Regions from separate parts of the Sus scrofa genome. Here regions 1, 3 and 4 are each linked to region 2. Evidence: chromatin contacts called from public HiChIP or PLAC-seq and promoter capture Hi-C data. All regions are on one chromosome and are shown on one strand. Each heading gives the region's core, a stretch centred on a gene start, on an enhancer-like site or on the middle of the called end of the contact. The rest is flanking DNA. Distances are from core to core; before and after follow the strand shown.

What was found. Promoter capture Hi-C pulls out the DNA fragments that hold promoters and counts their contacts. HiChIP or PLAC-seq counts read pairs in DNA pulled down with a chosen protein or histone mark.
Region 1: an H3K27ac HiChIP or PLAC-seq map of skeletal muscle shows a contact between it and region 2, with 2.5 times the contacts expected there. The contact joins the promoter of DNAL1 here to the promoter of LIN52 in region 2. A contact is called at or near these places in 1 of 5 promoter capture datasets (fetal liver) and 2 of 2 datasets of contacts at active chromatin or transcription factors (alveolar macrophages and skeletal muscle).
Region 3: a promoter capture Hi-C map of liver shows a contact between it and region 2, with 2.5 times the contacts expected there. The contact joins the promoter of PNMA1 here to the promoter of LIN52 in region 2. A contact is called at or near these places in 1 of 5 promoter capture datasets (liver) and 1 of 2 datasets of contacts at active chromatin or transcription factors (alveolar macrophages).
Region 4: a contact with region 2 is called in an H3K27ac HiChIP or PLAC-seq map of alveolar macrophages. The contact joins the promoter of ISCA2 here to the promoter of LIN52 in region 2. A contact is called at or near these places in 2 of 5 promoter capture datasets (fetal liver and liver) and 1 of 2 datasets of contacts at active chromatin or transcription factors (alveolar macrophages).

Annotation. Positions count from the first base shown.
Region 1 is chr7:96,998,195-97,000,894 of Sscrofa11.1, forward strand. DNAL1 (dynein light chain 1, axonemal) reads left to right here and starts at 1,332. Exons shown (of 8, transcript XM_001926259.5): 1 at 1,332-1,461. The coding sequence starts at 1,459.
Region 2 is chr7:97,380,917-97,383,616 of Sscrofa11.1, forward strand. It overlaps LIN52 (lin-52 DREAM MuvB core complex component), which reads left to right and starts at 1,434. Exons shown (of 6, transcript NM_001185836.1): 1 at 1,434-1,471. The coding sequence starts at 1,441. It overlaps ALDH6A1 (methylmalonate-semialdehyde dehydrogenase [acylating], mitochondrial), which reads right to left and starts at 969. Exons shown (of 12, transcript XM_005656399.3): 1 at 818-969. The coding sequence starts at 865.
Region 3 is chr7:97,050,438-97,053,137 of Sscrofa11.1, forward strand. It overlaps PNMA1 (paraneoplastic antigen Ma1), which reads right to left and starts at 1,420. Exons shown (of 1, transcript XM_021099497.1): 1 at 1-1,420. The coding sequence starts at 580.
Region 4 is chr7:97,739,154-97,741,853 of Sscrofa11.1, forward strand. It overlaps ISCA2 (iron-sulfur cluster assembly 2 homolog, mitochondrial), which reads left to right and starts at 1,326. Exons shown (of 4, transcript XM_003482288.4): 1 at 1,326-1,424; 2 at 1,628-1,730; 3 at 1,851-1,966; 4 at 2,687-2,700. The coding sequence starts at 1,354. NPC2 (NPC intracellular cholesterol transporter 2) reads right to left here and starts at 934. Exons shown (of 4, transcript NM_214206.1): 1 at 823-934. The coding sequence starts at 904.

The sequences.
Region 1 (2,700 bases), core at 82-2,581, 380 kb before region 2:
CACAGTTCTAGAGGCTAGAAATGCAAGATCAAGGAACAGATAGGCTTGGTTTTTGGTGAGGCCTCTGTTCTTGGCTTACAGATGACCACCTTCCCACTGTGTCCTCCCACGGCCTTTTCTTTTTGCATACCATTCCCAGTGTCTTTTCCTGTTCCTATAAGGACAGTAGTCCTTATTGGATTAGAGCCCCAGACTTATGGTCTCATTTAACCTTAATTTTGAGGGGACACAATTCAGTCCATAACAGCCATTAAACACTCATGATATCCTTTCAGTTACGTATATATGGTGTGCTATGTGTAATTTTTAAGAGGATGATACCATTTTGTTTGGTAACTTGCATTTTAATACATCATGACTATCTTTGCATGTGAATAGATGCATTCCAGCAACAGTTAATTTTTATTTATTTTGTATTTTTTTCTCCCTTTTTTGCCACACAGGCAGCATATGGGAATTCCTGGGCCAGGGATTGAACCTAGGCCTCACAGCGGCAACCAGAGCCACAGTGGAGAGAACACAGGAGCCTCAACCAGCTAGGCCATCAGAGAACTCCCTCGGCAACATTTTAAATGGAAGTATTTATTTCACTTTTTGGATGCTTAATAATACCTCTTCTCTTTTGTTGACATTGGGTTTTCTTTCTGCTATTAAAACTCTGAATGTATATCTCTGTGCATTTGTCTGATTATTTCTTCAGGATGAAGTCCCAGAAGTGGAACTGCAGGGTCATAGAAGTGCAAAAGTTTTTAAAGCTTTTAAAACATTATTGCCAACAGCCTCGGGAAAGGCTTATCAATTACAAACAGCAGTGTATGTATGTGTCCCCCCTTCTCCATACCCCTAGCAACTCTGGGTATTTTTACGATTTTTGGCTAATTTGATAGTTGGGGGTAAAAAAAGGAAACCTTGGTTATGTAAAACCAACATTTCATGCTTTCGGCCGCCTTAAGGGGTTGGGGGAAGCTAACTGAAGAAATTCAGCCGCGTCCAGGTATTCTCAGTCAGACGGCCAAGTGAATGACAGCAAGGAGTCAAGAAACGGGAAGGGCAATCTGCAAGGGCAATGGATTTTTAAAGTTCCTTCATGGGAGGGGCAATTGTTACTGGGAGGTTTTAAAGTTTTAAAATGTAGGCAGGTACGTCACTCTAGATTAGCTGAAATTACTTTCACAACAGAAAAAGCCATCTCTTGACCTCTCTACGAAGTTAAGCTGCCGAGCCCTCCTGACGTCACCAGTAGCTGCCCTGCAGTCTCTGGGAAGCAGGCAGCCGTGGAGCGGGAGGACCCAGGCGAAGGTCGCGCAGTCCCACAATGCCCCGCTCGCGCCACCCTGAGGGCGGAGAGAAAAGATCGCTGCCGGGGTAGAGATCCGCGGCGAGCTCCGAGAAGTGCGCGTGCGCACTGACCCCGGCGGGGCCCTAGCAACCAGAGCAGTGACAGTAGCAACCGCCGGAATGGTGAGTACCCTCCAGGCCTCGTAGCCAAAGCCGAGAGAAGATTGGAAATGAAAAAGGGAAACGGCGGAGAGTGGATGGTGGGGATGATCCTCGAACAGTGGAAGGGAGCCGGATGCTAGCTCGGTGGATTCAGAGGCCTGAGGGAAAAGAGAAGCCGTGGCACCGGGTGGTCTGGGGTGAAGGACGGCCTGGGTCGGGTTGGAGGTTGGTTTAATGTGGAGAGACTCTGGCAGAGAAAGGGGAGGGCACAGAGCAGAAAATTCTCGAAAAAGAGCGCTCTAGAGTGGGAAAGGCGATGGAGGGCAGAGTGTGAATAAGGATATCTTTTTACAGAGAAGTAAAGTCCCCCTGGTGAGATGGGGTGTGTGTGTGTTGGTTACCAGAGGAATATGTGTAACACTGAGTGCCGTATTTGTAACCTGTGATGTGCTCAGGTTGCCTTCTGAATGCCTGTCAGTTCAGTTATTAGTGACATTGTAAAACCCTCTCTAGATAGAGTATATTAGGGTAGTGTTTCTCAAATTTCAGTATGCATAGGTATGACTTTGGCCTAAATCGGAGTGCAGATTATGAATTTTTTATATAATGGGGTTCAGGAATATGCATTTCAAGTGAATCTAAAATCGAAGGGCGCCCCACAACACTTTGAGAAATACTGCTGTCTTGGTCATGAAATCTATCAGCAATCTATCCAATCAAAGCTCTTAATGAATTAATGATTTTACCTAGTGATGCTCCTCAACTCTTACAGTGAGCACTGTCATGCTTACATACTTGGTAGTTCTAACTAGTAGTTTAAAAAGGAATGTTGTTGATTGGTTACAGACCCCGCCAAAGCTGTTTAGCAAAGTATGTGATTTTCCTGCCTGTTGAGATGTTTGTAAAAATAAGTTTAACTAGTTTTCTTCTTTTCGTGATTCCATTACTATGTAAGTGGACAGACATTGAAACGATGAGGAAACCATGCCTGCCCTCAACCATGAGATTAAATGCTACTCTTTAAAAAAGTTTTCCCCTCTGCTTTCCTTACTTTATTCCACAGATGTTTAGCTGAAAACCAAGGAAAGTAAAAAATTCTGGAATCTAGATTTATATTCAGGTAAAGGAATAACCAGCCCTAAATAATTCTGGAAGGATGAACTCTGAGAATTATCAAATAAAGAATCAAAACTAGTAATTAGAGAGAGCAAACTTCCAGTTCGGGGTCCCTCTAGAAATACATAAATACAGTCCCACAAA
Region 2 (2,700 bases), core at 184-2,683:
GTGGCTCAGTGGTTAATGAATCCGACTAGGAACCATGAGGTTGTGGGTTTGATCCCTGGCCTTGCTCAGTGGGTTAAGGATCCGGCGTGGCCGTGAGCTGTGGTGTAGGTCGCAGAGGGGGCTCGGATCTAGCGTTGCTGTGGCTCTGGCGTAGGGCGGCGAAGACCGCTCCGATTAGACCCCCAGCCTGGGAACCTCCATATGCCGCGGGTGCGGCCCCAGAAAAGGCAAAAAGACAAAAAAAAGAAAAGAAAAAAAGAAAATACAGAGCCAAAGCTGGGGAAGATAGCTCAGCAAATGGCTGCTTTGAGGGAAAGCTTAGTGTGCACTTCTAGAAGGAGACTCAAAGTTCACTCACTGACCCTCACCCCTCAAGTCCTTCCTCCTCCTCCCCTCCGCCCACGCCTTTACCTCGGGTTATAGAGTGAAGTAGGGTTGGGGAAGGGAACAATTTGGACGCTCCCAGAGAATGCCAAGAAAGGCGACCAGAAAAGGAGCTTCTGGAGCAGAGAGGTGGTTGGTGCAGAGGTGAAAGGGAAAGACGGTGGGCAGACCTACAGAGGTGAGGGCAGGGACCGGGCACGGCTGGAGGAGGAGAATGGTCTAAAGCCTGAAAGGGGTAGGCTCAAGAATAAAAAGGCCACGGGTAATAGTCCAGGGCTGGATCCAACGCAAGTGGATACCGAGTGAGATGTGGGACAGGGCCGCTCAGGTCCGATGGGAATAGGAGGGTCGGCCAAGGGGGGGTTGGTTCACAAAGCGGATGGAAAGGACTGAATTCCTAGTTTCATGAACCCTTGGCGCCACCCTCACTCGCCTGCAGGATCCGGGCCCGCACTGCCGCCGCAGCCAGCACCGCCGCCATGGTTCTCGGTTGCCTCTTCTCAGCCCCCCACGCCTTTCTGTGAGACTGTCCAGAAACACTACTGCTGCTAGGCCTTGCCCCTCCATCCTGCCGAACCTCTTCATTGGTGGAGAGGACTATTTCCCCTAGCCAATCACACGCCTTAACACTGACTCCACGCCCTCAGTGCCCAGTTCTGGGCGTATGCGATTGGTCAGAAGTGATAGAGCTCTCGCCTCCTCCCGCCTCAACAAATTCTGCTGGCGGAGGTGGGGAAGACGCCCCTGACTTGGATACTCTATATTGAGAGCACGAGGAAGACGCCCCCGAATTCGGAACTCCGATTGGCCACAGGCATGGCCGCAGCCCCACCCACTCACTGAGGAAAGTAAATAGGACTCTGCAAGAATTTTCAGCAGCGCCAGCACATCCACAGCGCGAGGGGGTGTGGCTAGCCCTGGGGGCGGGGCTACGGAAGATTACCCTATGGGGCGGGGAAACGAGACAGGACAGAGGGTTGGGGAATAGGGTTTCTCTCTGGGGGCGTGGCTTATGGACCCTAGCTTTCCCGCCGACGGTTGGCAACGTCACGTGACATGGGTTGGAAGATGGCGTCTCCCACAGACGGTAAGAGCCGGCTTATAGACCCTTCGCTTGCGACCTCCTTCTCTGTTCTCCTGGGAACTTACAGATGCTCAGAGAGAATCTCTCCGTCTGCCCCTCTAACTTACACCTTTTTCGTGGCCTTCTCGCCTTTCCCTTTTACTTTCCCACGGTATGTGGGTGCGTCTTCAGCTCGCTGGTTCTTCACAGAGGCTCCGGAGGTGCCCAGTTTCTTTGCAGTGTGCCAGGCGGATGGAGTAGGGCACCCGATTGGGACCCATTCCGGGCAAAACAAGGAGGGCCTCTCTGGTCCTCCTTTAGCCGCATTTGAGTGAGGCTGAGGGCCAAGGAGGAGATACTGCTGGGGTAAAGGAGGTGTCTCAGTGTAGCTTTCTCTTTCTCAGGGCGCCCCTTTGAAGGTTCGATTCTCTTTGAGCATCTGGAACGATTCTCTCACGCTAGCTAGGGTTGGTGGCAGACCTAATCTCGGGATTGAACCGCAAGGAAAATGTGATTCTCTCCTCCCTCCTCGGATTGGGACCGTTGTTCTGGCAGCAAGGGAAGCAGGAGACCCCTCTTGGTCCCTCTCAGTGAGAGTCCCTAGGAAAATGACAATTGAGCTTTTTAGTGTAGTCATGCACATTCATTCACTCAGCGTCTTTCTTCTATGTTATGTGTTGTTTCCTAAGGCTGAGTGAATGAATGATTTCTGCTTATATGTTGTATAAGAAGCAAGTCATCTGAGGTAGCAATTAAGTGGTTTTGGTATATCCACAGGGTTTTGCGCTCCGTTCTGCTTTAGGGTTAGGGTCTTGCAGTCATTTCTAAGCTCAGTTTTTGCCTCGACAAAATGCTTGCAGTCGTTTCTAAACTCAGTTTTGCATCTCCACGTCCATTTCACTTATACTTAGTTTTCTCTCAAACAAAGGAATTTTGTGTATGGAAGGAATCTTGGAAGTTCATTTCAAGAATGAGGAAGTTGAGGCCTGGAAAGCTATGCTGAGATCCACTATTCGAAAGGCATTATTATTCTAATTGCTTTGGGAGAGGAAAAGATTAATCAAACATGTAATATTTTTTCAGTTTCATTTAAATGTCACCTCCCAAAAAGGCTTTCCCAGAACACTGTATCTGTTTCTGGAGTTGCCTCACTTCACCATTATTCTATCTCAGTACCCTCATCCACAGCATAGTTATTCTGTTAACTTTGCCCCTTTCACACTAGCTTGTAAATTCCAAGACTGTCATGTTCA
Region 3 (2,700 bases), core at 170-2,669, 330 kb before region 2:
GCACCTGCCACTCCTCTATGACCTCATTAGTGTGCTCCAGCCAGGGATCAAATGCCTCCTCCCCTGGCCCCGGAATGTCCCTTCCCGAGAACAACGTCAGCTTCTTGTACCATATGGACTCAACCAGAGGCTGAATAACATTATCCAAAATATAGTTTAGCATCTCTGCCGGCATTTCGGGGCCTGGGGCCGGAGTGGGGTTCTGAAACCCAAGGACACGGGCAACATCTTGCACGGTCCACCCCTCTCTTGCTAGGAAGAGGTGCAACCTTTCTAAAAATTCAGCATCGGAAGTGGGGGGCTTAAAGACTACTTTCCAGACCCCTCCTTTACCTGGCATCTCCCTGGGGATCGCAGCATAATCGACAGCACCAGTGAGCTCTAACAAGGCTGCTTTGGCATTCTCTTCCCTCCAGAACATTCTCCCAAGCACTCGATAGGGCACCTGGGGCATCGCAGCTTGAAAGGTCTCTTCGATTTCGGTCTCATCACAGTTCACAGGGATCCCCCAGACCAGAAGGGCTCTCTGGGAGTTCACATCCATCCCCCTACACCAATCTTCCAGCAGTGTCATCGCCATTTTCCCAACTATCAAGGGCCCCAATTCTACAAATACAATTAGACTGTGGCTCCCTGTGCTCTAAAACTGAAGACAATAGCAGACGCTCCCACCGCCACCTCCCCCCATATGCCCGAGGGAGTCAATCACGTTTAACAAACGACACCAGTGTCCTGCTCTCCTCTTTTCGCTGCCCCTCAAAGCCAGGCCTCCGCGTTCTCGGAACGAAGCCTCGGGGATGCTCAGTCACATGGCCATCGCCATCTTGTGTCTCCGGTCGGGATCCGCAGGCCGGGTCCTCCACTTACAGGAAGGTGTCGCGTCGGAGCGCAGAGGCGAGGAAAAAAGGCGGGCGGCGAAAGCAGGAGCCGCAGGGCTTGATCGCGGGACGTGGCCGCCTCTTCGCAGCCTGGGCGCCAGGCACTCGCTGCTGCTCCCAGAGGGTGCAAGCTTTCGTTGCCAGAGCGGAGCACGCCTCAGACGAGCTAGGAGCCGCTTCTCCGCAGACAAGAACTAGTACCGCCCCCGGAGGGAAAGACTGTCCTAAGGGAAAGACAGCGGCGGCAGCGAGGCCAACCCGAGAGAGCTTCTTCGTGGGCAAACGTATCCCTCTGGGCGGCGAGGACGCCAAGGACCAAGAACACAGGCAGCAGAGGCGCAGGAAAGACGCGGAAGCCAGGCTAGAGGAGGCGCAGGCGCAGTCGCAGGCAGGCCGCGGCAGCCCCGCACGCAGGCGACCGCGGGCCGAGGTGGGCTGGAGCTGCACAGTTGTACCTCGGTCCCACCCGCAGCCAGCCTAGCCTTTACTGCCGCAGTGGAGGGCGGGGCCGGCCTTCGACCCGCCTCGCCCCGCCCCCCGCGGCCCTGCCCGCGCGACCGTAGCCACGGCAACCACCGACGCGAGACGCCGGAGCTCTAGCGGCCTGCAGGGGCGAATGGTTGCCATGGTGGCAGCTCGGGGCCGCGGGCGTTAATTTCCTTTACCGCGCATTTCCTTTTTCGCATTTTCCAGATTTTTTTTTTTCTTAACAAAGCACTGTGTTTAAAAGATAATATAATTCTGGAGTGGATTTAAGATGATATCCGGCCGTCAAGAAAGACTTGTCTACTCGCGTCGCTCGTTCAGAGGCAATGCTGTATAATACCCTGTACCACCTGACTGCACTCTGCACCCTCTAAATTTTATCCCAGTGAGTTGAGACTTCTTCTTGTCTAAAATGTTGTAAAAAGATCTAGATCTCTATGAATAGTAACCCGGCAAACACTAATGTGTTATTTCCCCTGCCCTGGCATCATGGATAAAACAGGCCTTATGGTTCAAAAATGTCAAGTATCCTTTGGAAGCAAACCAAGGCACACTTACAATCCCAGATGGTGAGATAATAAATCTTTCCCCCAAAGGACACAGAAATCAACTCTGAATTTTTAAAACCTTATTTAATAAAAGGTTTAAAGATACAGAAGAACATTCAAAAGTAAATAAGTTACATAGGTACATTACAATCACATCAGCAAGATTTTCTTTAGTGTGTTAATTTTTTTTTTTATAAAAAGCACACAAAAAATAAAATCTTCCGTCTGGTCTATCACAACTGTACAGCAAAAGAGGTAATATTTATATATATGTACACTATTTTAATATGTAACAGTCTTTTAAAAAAGGGTGCCACAGGCAGCAAACACACAAAAGGCAGTGTCTGATTTTTTCAAAATAAAAGGAATATACTTATTTATATGCTATTAAAATATTTGTACAATAATTACAGACTATCAAGGCTGTTCCTGTGCTCTGTCCCCTCCAACAAGGCCTTTGACTAAGAGACAAATGAGGAAAAGGTGAAACAGCTGCAAATTGTTAGTTAGAGGCAAATATTAATACAGCAAAATATGGGGAGGACATACAATTGTTTTATAAAAATATGCATACTTCCTGTAAACCTAAGGAGTTAGGCTTGCCACTGGTAATAAATACCATCTGAGAAAACTGAGCCCCGGTAAAAACATATTTAAACAGCTGAGGCTTGTGTATGTGTTGTATTCCTCCTTCATCTTAACATCTGGCACATGAGAAGAAAGAGGTTAGGTCATTGAGGCAGTTAAATATAGGGGATCCCTTTAGACATAAGCAGCACACGACCTCT
Region 4 (2,700 bases), core at 76-2,575, 360 kb after region 2:
TGGGTAAGTTAGCTAACGTTTCTGGAATTTGGTGATTCACTCCAGGATCGCCGAGGTTCCCTCCAGCTCACAAGTTTTATAAAATCCGTTCCATGCCTCTTTATCATTACACTTCTCTACCTCAGAAAAGTTCTGCAAGAACAGTTAATTTGATAGACCTGACTGAAGGAATTTACAATTTCTACTCGCCTGTTGTGTTTTTCAGCACACATGCCAACCACAACAGCCAGAGAGGGTTATGTGTCACTGTCACAAGTTGTGACCAGAAAGAGGAGTTTCAAAAACAGGAGGGAGAAACAAACTCGTCAGCATCACAAAATTCCACAGACCAAGGAAATCCCTAATGGAACCAACAATGAAAAGGAGAACTGACTTTTGACTTCTCAGCAAAAGGGAAATTTAAAAAAGCAAAGGGAGTGTGGAGGGAGAGGTCATCCAAAATCTTAAATACATAAATAAATACGTATTTTTACATAAAGAAAAAAGTTTTGAACCGCATCCCTTACCCACTACGCTGAATAAGAACCTTCAGATGTTTGCCCTACAAACTTTAGGAAACTTCAGCATAGGCCCATCTCCAGGAATATCCTGGGGCCCCAAACACGCTTTCCAAGGAAAGAGACAACGTTGTGAGTAGTCGGGTTTTATCGAGGCCACTACCTTGTCCCCTACCCCAACTCATTTTAGCCCACTTCACGAGAAGTCTGAGGCTGAGTCTAGACGCCCGCGGGACCCACCCAACCCAGCCTGAGGTCTTAGCATCAGGTTCCGGCGGGGGTCCCGCAGAGGGCGTGGGAACCTTGGACTGGCCCCGGGGCTCACCGCAGTCCCTGAAATGCACCGGCTCGGCCAGGGCAGAAGCGCTGAGTGTCAGGAGCAGGAACGCAGCGGCCAAGAAATGCATCGCAGCTCAGGAGGTTTCAAGCTCACGGAAGGAAAGCCAGCTGCCGCGGTCACAAGATAAACCTTCAGGGGCGGGCCGAGGGAGGAGCCCAGTCAGGCGACCCGTGACCAGCAACTGGGACCGAGGTCCGCCTGCGCCCCGCCCCCGGCTCTAGGAAGCCAGACACAGGGTCCCAGACATTCCCTATCTCCGCCCATCTGGCCTGCTCCGCAGCAAGAGAAGCTGCAGCCCTCTGCGTTCCTCCCTGCTCCTCCCTCCAGCGCTCCGCGGGGGCTTTGTGGGTGTGTCCCCGCTTCCGCAGGGGAGCATCTCTAACCAATCAAATCCTTCCTCCTCCTGCACCATCCAATAGGTGTGCCTAAAGGCGGGGCCTCTATGAGTCCCGCCTCCCGAGGCCCAGGCCGAGAAGGGGATTGGGGCAGTGCGAGAGGCGGGGTTTGTAGAGGAAAATGGCGGCCGTTCGGGGTTTATACATAACAGCTGCGGCTCTGAGAGCGGTCACCCCCTGGCAAAGGGGCAGGTACCAGCAAGCCTAGGAAGTCATTTGGGAAGGGTGTTTGGTTCTGCGCCCCCGAGACTAAGGGGAAACTAAGGCTCGTGGAGGAGGTGAAGGTTTGGCGTGAAGCTGTCCAGGTGGAGGGACATCAGGTTTGGCGTGAGGCTGTCCAGGTAGAGGTTACCGGCCTTTTGCTCCCAGGCTCACCCTCCTTCCTTGCTCAGCAGGCTCCTCGCGGCCTCTCGCGGACCTTGGGCTCTTCGGGAAATGTCGTCCTCCAACCCTGAAGCTGGCGAAGGGCAGATCCACCTTACCGACAGCTGCGTCCAGGTAAGAGGCCGGACACGGGGCGCCCGTGGCTGGCGAGGGCTGGGAGTAGGGGTACTTTCCCTTGGCTTATCCGTCTCTCTCCCTTGCCTGGAATTCTTGACCTCCCTTCCTGCATTTCAGAGGCTTCTGGAAATCACCGAAGGGTCAGAATTCCTCAGACTGGAGGTGGAGGGAGGAGGATGCTCCGGATTCCAATACAAATTTTCACTGGATACAGTTATCAACCCCGACGACAGGCAAGGAGAAAGGGGTGGGTTCTCAGAGAATGTGTGGGAGGGATAAAAGTGCCTTCAGCTTAAGGTGCTCTTTTATTCCAAATTTATTTATTATTATTATTTTTGCTTTTTAAAAAGGGCCGCACCCGCTGCATAGGGAGGTTCCCAGGCTAGGGGTCGAATCAGAGCTGCAGCTGCTGGCCTACACCACAGCCACAGCAACGCAGGATCCCAGTCCTGTCTGCGACCTTGGCACCACAGCACACAGCAACACCAGATTCTTAACCTACTGAGCGAGGCCAGGGATCGAACCCTCATCTTCATGGTTCCTAGTTGGAGTCATTTCTGCTGTGCCATGATGGGAACTCCTTTTATTACAAATTTAAGAGGTTTTTCCGAGGGTCCTGAACACCACCCTTCTCACAGAGTGGGGGTACAGTGAAGATTCATTGTCTTGATTCAAAATAACGAAGTCCTAGGAGGAAAACTGCCCTGTCTAGGTCCATAGCATAGTTGGTAGAGAGTCAGACTGGTTTAGATTCCAGGCCCTAAATCTCTACACGCTTCCTAGGAGTCATTCTAGTGAACCCTTTTGCCTCAGAGAAAACCAGCACCTGTCAAAGGTAATAGGAAAGCTTCCTCTGTATTTCAGAAAACAGAAGATGTGCACCTCTGGGCTCAGAGGGTGTTATGTTTTTGGTGTTTACAATATTCATTAATGCCTTCCTCCTGTCTTTTCAGGGTATTTGAACAGG